Linked DNA regions of Macaca mulatta: region 1 is linked to region 2. The links are chromatin contacts, called in public Hi-C maps. All regions are on one chromosome and are shown on one strand. The core of a region is the stretch at or near the end of the contact, and the rest is flanking DNA. Distances in the headings are between cores, read along the strand shown.

The links. Hi-C and Micro-C count contacts between places; a contact is called where the count stands out from the background.
Region 1: a contact with region 2 is called in a Hi-C map of CD4 T cells, with 3 times the contacts expected there. The contact joins the enhancer-like site here to the promoter of RBPJ in region 2. A contact is called at or near these places in 4 of 14 Hi-C or Micro-C datasets (CD4 T cells, blood, cortical neurons and 1 more).

What each region holds. Positions count from the first base shown.
Region 1 is chr5:25,436,671-25,440,313 of T2T-MMU8v2.0, forward strand. The region is part of intron 3 of RBPJ (recombination signal binding protein for immunoglobulin kappa J region); the gene reads left to right. Among named protein-coding and RNA genes, the nearest start is that of RBPJ, 78 kb to the left of the region's middle. Within about 2 kb of position 1,466, at least 1 of the 40 cell types and tissues checked has an H3K27ac peak or open chromatin away from gene starts, as enhancers often do. A contact at or near this core is called in CD4 T cells, where this site is marked.
Region 2 is chr5:25,359,368-25,363,268 of T2T-MMU8v2.0, forward strand. RBPJ (recombination signal binding protein for immunoglobulin kappa J region) reads left to right here and starts at 1,606. Exons shown (of 12, transcript NM_001260693.1): 1 at 1,606-1,739.

The DNA of each region.
Region 1 (3,643 bases), core at 216-2,715, 77 kb after region 2:
ATCTAGCAAAAAGTTTGTATAACAACAAATGGAAATGTAAAATCAGTGACCAAATCTGTGATAAAATTTTATTTTGTTAAGCACAAACTTGGAAATCAGAAATTTTCCCTTTTGATAATATATTATAATTTTAGGTACCATCTGGCCTTTTGTTTTGTTTTGTTTTGAGAGACAAAGTCTGGCTTTATCACCCAGGCTGGAGCGCAGTGGTGTGATCTTGGCTCACTGCAACCTCTGCGTCCCGGGTTCAAGCCAGCCTCCCACCTCAGCCTCCTGAGTAGCCGGGACTACAGGTGCACATGACCATGCCTGGCTAATTGTATATTTTTTGTAGAGACAGAATTTCCCCATGTTGTCCAGGCTAGCCTTGAACTCCTAAGCTCAAGTGATCCCCCTGCCTCGGCCTCCCAAAGTGCTGGGATTACAGGCAAGAGCCACCACGCCTTGCCTTGCGAATGCTTTTTAAAATGGTTTTTTCTCCATTTCTCCTTTAAATAATATTCAAGTTAGGAAAATTTTAGTATCTCTTATTTTATTTGATGAAAAATATTTTAACATTTTTTCTCTCCACTGGTGTGTAGAGAGTTCAAAATCGGGCAGATTTTATTCCTTTAAAAAAAATCTTTGAAATCTGTTATACACTATTCTTACTCCAAATTAAGCAATATTGAAAAAGCATCCTGTTGTGAAGGTCATCTTTTAGATAGTATCAACCAGGATTAAAAATAGGAGAACCAAGATGGTGACCTGCCTTTGATTGTCAACACCTCATACTGTTTTATGTTCTCAAATTCCTCTAGTCCCAAATTTTTCTGTACATGAGATGTAATACCTTAAGTAGCAAAATGGCTTATTTGTACAATAACCTTTTAAGCTAATAGAACACAGATGTGTTGATGACCCATTGCTGTCAATGTAATGGCCTATGCCTATTTGGGAGTGGGAGGCGGGGAGGGGAAAACCAAGAGCTGGTCAGAATTTGAAAGGATATGTCTCATAGCTGTGTGACAGGATTTGAAGCAATTTACCTACTTATCTACAAAAAACTGGAATTTTGGGACATTTTTACTTCTCTCATAAAAAGAGAGGATTGAAGGGAGATTTGTAGGTGTTTCCCTAGGAACAGGACCTGTACTGTTGTTTGGCTTTGGTCACTGATAGATGTAGACACTTAGTATAGCAGCCTCAATGTTTTAGTGTATTACAAGGGCACCAGGAATTTTTTGACTATTGATAGTATCCCTAGATTGTCATTTTCAAAACTGGCCCTCAGGCAAACAGTAGTTCTCAGAAAGCTTCCTTGGGGGAAAAACAAGGAGATCTTAGTCAGGTCTAATAGCTTGGAAAACAAAGCCTACAAATATCCCTCTCTTGAAGATTTTGCTTACGGTTCTGAGTAGTCCTGCCATTAATTGGTTTCACTTTATTTTATCTGATTTCACTGAAGCATCTTTGATTGAGACCCGCCTCTTTGTAAACCATAACTATTGTGGAGCTCACTTTGAGAAGAAGTGTCTGAGACAGTGTAAAAGGCGAGACTGCCAGAATCTGACAAAAATAGGGCAGTTCTTCGAGGTTTTGTGGGGGTGCATATAAATCTGGATGCCTTTTGGCAGCATCCAGAAGTAGATGTGAGAAGAGTTGAGCTGAGCTTTCTGAACTGTCAGTTGTCCATAAGTCCAGTTTTGAGGAAGAATTTTATAAAAAATCTTGATTGAATGTCAGCCATGTAATATACTTAATTGATTTAATCAGAATTCTGTTTTGGAACTTTTCTTTAAAAACTTTACTTTTAAAAATTGTCTGCAGGGATCAACAAACATTTTCTGTAGCATCAAGTAGTATATATTTTAGGCTTTGAGGGCCACATACTGTCTCTGTTGCATATTATTAGTCTCTGTTTTGTAACTCTTTTTTGTTGTTGTTGTTTTTTGAGACAGAGTCTCGCTCTGTCGCCCAGGCTAGAGTGCAGTGGCATGATCTCAGCTCATTGCAACCTCCACCTCCCAGGTTCACGCGATTCTCATGCCTCAGCCTCCTGAGTAGCTGGAATTACAGGCGTGTGCTACTGCGCCCAGCTAATTTTTCGTATTTTTAGTAGAGACGGGGTTTCACTGTGTTAGCCAGGATGGTCTCAATCTCCTGACCTCATGATCCGCCTGCCTCAGCCTCCCAAAGTGCTGGGATTACAGGCGGGAGCCACCTCGCCCAGCCTGTCTTTCAGAATTCTGTGTGTTATATACTTCAACTGCTTAGAAGTATTCAGTTTATAGACACTAGGTTTTTTTGCAGTGCATCTTTACATTTTCTTCTTGGCTTTTTTTGTTTTAACAGACTTAGTAATTAAAAACTTCCCTTTGTATCCAAAATTTTAAAAATCCTGTAAAGAGACAAACTTTTCTGCCATAACCTTAGTTATTCCCACCACCACCCCTTTTCCTTAATAGCCAAGAAGCATGACTATATTCGTTGTGCTTCCTTCCCTCCCTTTCATTTTGTAGCTTGCTTCAGTGGTATTGCCTCACCACCAACTCACTGAGAAAATTGTAATTAAGCTGTTCCATTTATGAACTAATTGTCAAATTTGTGAAGAGTTTCTAATTTTTATCTTTCTTGACTGTTCTGTAATATTTAATACCATTGATTATGTTCCCTTAACTGAAGTTGTCTTTTACCTTTACGCGGGGACCAGGTTTTTCTCATTATTTGCAGACTCCCATTGCCTCCATTGGCATAACTAGTAAAAGCAGATCCATTGGTAACAGCAGCACATGAGCTTATCTTACTATTCATGGATGTTTCAATTTAGCATTCTCTTTGTGGTTTCTTCCTTTCTTTCTCTCTCTCTTTCTTTCTTTCTTTCTTTCTTTCTTTCTTTCTTTCTTTCTTTCTTTCTTTCTTTCTTTCTCTTTTCTTTTCTTTTCTTTTTTGCTGTGTAAAAAAAGTTTGAATTTTATAAAGCAAACCACAGTAAAAAAAATTGATGAAGGTAATCACAGATTAAACATATTGAACCAGAATGGCATTTGCCATAATGTCATAAGTTAATGTTAGTAAAATTATTTTTGATAAAAATAAAATCTCCTTTTTTTTTTTGTTTTTGGTTTGAGACGGAGTCTCGCTGTGTCGCCTAGGTGGTGCAGTCTTGGCTCACTGCGATCTCCGCAAGCAATTCCCTGCCTCCCGAGTAGCTGAGACTACAGACATGTGCCACCATGCCTGGCTGATTTTTGTATTTTTTGTAGATAGGTGGTTTCACTATGTTGGCCAGGCTGGCCTCAAACTCCTGCGCTCAAGTGATTCGCCCACCTCAGCCTCCCAAAGTGCTGCAATTACAGGTGTGATCCAATTGCTTTTCACTTAGAATGAAAATTTTATGTGGAATCATTAAATGAAATTAGTAAACAATAGACTTCAAAATTTACATTATGTTTTAAAGTATTCAAAAAAGTTCAGTATAAAACATAATAATTATATGGTCAAGGATTCTTCAGCACCCATAATATGTTTTTCCAATAATAAATTTTTCAGTATTTTTTTATTAAAAAAAAAACCTGGATGATTGTGATATCTTACCACTGAAATTTTTTTCGGTTTATCCCAGTAGTTTTCAATCCATGTGACCATCTCACTCCATCCTCTT
Region 2 (3,901 bases), core at 356-2,855:
CCCCTTCTTCCCTTCGAGGCTCCCCACCCCTCGTCTTCCACCCAGCGTCACAGGGCGTGTGCGTGTGTGCGAGACGTCGCGTCTCCTTCCCCGCCGCCCTCTGCCCCGTGCTCCCCGCCACGCGCCTTCCCGCCCCGCCTCCGCGGCGAGCCGCTCCCTTCCCACCCCGCCCGCGCCCGCCGCCCGCCGCCCGCCTCCCGGGCACGCGCGGCACGAACGGCGCCCGGACCTGCTCTAAACAAACACCTGTCCTCCCTTGGCTTCGCGAGATTTGGAGCGAAAGCCTAGGCAACAGGGGGCACGTTCTCGCGAGGTTTAGGAAATTTCCCACGGCCGTGTTGTGTCTGAGCCGAGTAGTGGAAGGCGGTGGGAAGGAGGTGTAGCGTGAGACGCGACTGCCCGCATTGGGTGCATGCGCAGTGCCGCTCGCGCGGGCCGCGCCAATCCTGCAGCGCCTTCAGCAGGTTTCGGGCGGCGAATTCCAGTTCTCCGGGTTTTGGGGCTCCCTGCGGGAGGCAGTGCTGGATTGGGAATCTCTAGGAAAGGAAAGGGCAAAGGAGGGGAAAAATGGGGGGCTGCAGGTAGGAGGAGGGGGCGGGGTTCGGGCTCTGCACCTTGCTGTTCAATGCCCGGCGGGGCCAGGTTCGCCCGGGGGCTTCCGGCATCAGGCCGCCTGAAGCGCGATTCGGGCAGCCGGCAGCGTCTTCGGCTGTGCCAGGCCCTCGGGTGGCCCGGTTCCCTGTGCAGTAGTGGCCTCAACACACACCTGGGCTCACACACGGTGGCGGCTGCGATGGGGTCTTAGAGAGGCCATGTGGCACGCGAGCTGCAAGAGCTTTGATCAGGGCCTCTGGCCCGACTCGGAGGTGGGAGAATGTGGCTCTCAATTCCAAGGCAGTTTTCCCTTCTGGAGAGAACTACTCCGCACCCTGGCGTGTGTCTGCGAGGTGGCCATTAGGGGTGTCTTTCCCAGAGGCCTTGACTTGACCTCATTTCACACCTAAGGAGAACGCTAAGCCGAGAGAGCTCAACTGCAAAAGTTTTCCGTTTGCGGAGCTCTGGAAGGGCCTCCTCATTAGCATGGGGGTGTAATGAATGAAGACAGTTCCCGACGTGTCACTTGCCCGAACCCCAGGCACCTCTGACGCTCCTGCACCTAACGCCGAAATTAGCATAAAGGAGGCGCCCAGGGAACGTCTGAATGAATGAAAGGAGCTGGGAACCCAGAGTGAGCGGGAAGCCGCTTGGAAAACACCCATTGAGGAGGTGTTTCATCTAGGCCTGTGAAACGCGGCCCATTTTCCCAGGACCCCTCCTCCCTTCTCCTCGGCCCCGCCTCCTGACCCCTCCATTCCCCGTCCCCGTAGTAATCCCCTCCGGTTTTCCTCAGTCTCCACGTACGTCCCTCAAGGCGCGTCCCAAAACCTGGATAACCGGAGCGCTCCCCATGGACCACACGGAGGGCTCGCCCGCGGAGGAGCCGCCTGCGCATGCTCCATCGCTTGGGTAGGTTTCCAAGGGAGGCAGCGAGCAGGATCCCCTACTCTGCGGGCGGCGCGAGGCGTCTGGCTCTTCGCGGCGGCGGCGAGGGGAAAGGGAGCGCGGGGGCTGGGTGGAATCGAGGAGTGAGGAAAAAGGGAAGGGGCGGGGGAGAGGGACCAGGGAAGGCGTCGGGGGGAATCTCGCGAGGGTTGGAGTTTTGGCGAGAGTTTGTGGAAGATGGCGCCTGTTGTGACAGGGTAAGTCCGAGGGAATCGGAGCGCTGGGAACCGGGAAAGTTGCGGGCGTCTGGCAGCCCGCGGCGAGCGGCGGATTCGGGGGCCGCAGCGCGCTTGGCGTCCGGGGGCCCGCGGGGGCGGCGTCGCGTGCGCCGAGCGCGGCGGCGGCTGCGGCGTGTGACCGTGCGCTGCCTCTGCGCTGCCGTGGCTCGGGCTCCGGCGCGTGAGGGCGGGAGGCGGCGGCGAGGCCGGCGGGTGCGGGCGTGAGTGCGGCCGGGCGCGCGGGGCCCTCGGGCGCCGTGCCTCCCGCGCGCCTCCAGCGGGCCCTGCCTGGGGGCCCCGTGCAGCTTTGTTCCTCGCGGCCGTTGTCGCCGCCTCGCCCCGCTAGTGCCCCCGGCCCCGGGCGCTTTGTCTTTCCCCGCTGCCCCCCGCGACTCTCTACCCCCGGCCCTTTGTTTCGCCGCCTTGGGCGCTTTGTCCGACCCGTGGCGCCCCGCATCCTCTTTCCATCTCCTCCCCTCCGCTGTCCTTCCTCCCGTGCCCCTTTGTTGTGCCCCACTCTTGTCGGTAGCCCAGTGACCTGCCACAGCCCGGGCACCAGATTCCTGTCTTAATTGTTCTTCCATTGTCTTTCTCCTGTGGGTCCTCTCTCACCTTTCTCTGCGGTCCTGGATCCCCCCCCCCCGAGGCGTTGTCTCCCCCATCCATGGGCTTATTCTCTCGGCACCCCCTTCCTCTCCCGTCATCGGTTGATTTATCCACTACCCCCGGTGTACGTCTGCTGAACTGTCTCAGCCCCGGAGACTCCATCTGCTGCTTCTAAGTGCACACAGACTCTACGGTTTGTTGTTGTTTTGTGAGTCTGAAAGATGCATGGGATACTTAGTTTCCTCCTCCGCACCCCTTTTTCTCGGGATTTCTTGCACCCCCCGCCCCCCCATCGCCACCCCTTTCTTTCGGGATTAAAGCGTCTCCAATTTTCATCGCCGTCTCTTTAGTGCGGTGGGTTGTTTTGCTTGGAAACAGTAGCCCTGGAAAAAGGTCTGGTCTCTTGGTGGTTCTTGCGTCCCCCGGCCCCCGGCCCCCGCCCCCCTCCTGGTTCCTGACGGCCTAGGCCAAGGGCAGCTGTCTGTCGAAGCTTTGCATTTAGGTTGCCTGAGGATGATTGGAGGGTATCGTAGGACGGTTAGAAGGAGGCTCAAGATGTATATATGTGTTTTTCTGTTAGTGTTTGAGAATAGTTTCAGATATCCACAATGGATATTCATTTGGCATGTGAGTAGGAGTTGAGTGAATTTCCATGTTGAAAACTTGTGAGTGTTGGGGCGGAGAATTTCAGCATTTTCTAGAAATCTGGATTTAGAATTTATCAGAAACTCCTGCCTCATAAGGAAAAGGAGAGGCATTCCGGTTGGGAATTTTATATAAATGTTTTACTTTTTCTTAATCATTAGATGGTTTACAGTTATGTGCGTTTTTGCTGCTCTGTGGATGCGTGACAACCCTTCTGTCCCATCACTGGGGTTGAAATGAGGACAGCACCGAAGAGTGCAGTTTCTGATTGATGAATACTGCTTCTAGGATCTTTGTGGAAGATATTAATCAAATGCAGTAAAAAGTATACGTAAAGATGTATATTATATATATGTAATAGCCTGTAGTGAGATTATTTTAAAGACACTTCCTAGTGTTAAAGGACCCTTGAAGTGTTCTTACTGTTTTGGTAATGCTAAAAGCTTGGGGTTGTGTGAATGGGGATGGGGGGTGTGGTGTGATGTCTTTTAATGAGTTATTCTCGTGCTAGGAATAAGAGTTATTATATTTACCAGGATTACTATGCTGAATGTATTCTTCAAGAGTGAGTTTGTTTCTACTAGTTGGTCTCTACTTTTAGAAGGTATGTTACACATAAAATCATTTGGAGTGTCATTTCATTTACAAACTGAAGTTCTACAATAGTAAAGTGTTGTTTATAGAGGACATATGAGATCTACTCTAACGAGTATTGGAGCATTGGAAAGTATTTTTTTTTTCTGGCTGTGATTAGAATTAGTAGTTTGAGTTTTAATTAATGGAAAACCATGGTTTCATGATTGATACTTAAGTTTTTTTTTGTGAAAATCTGCAGTCTGGGTCGCATGAGTGGGTTTTACCAATAATCTTATGTCTCCCTTACTTGTTCT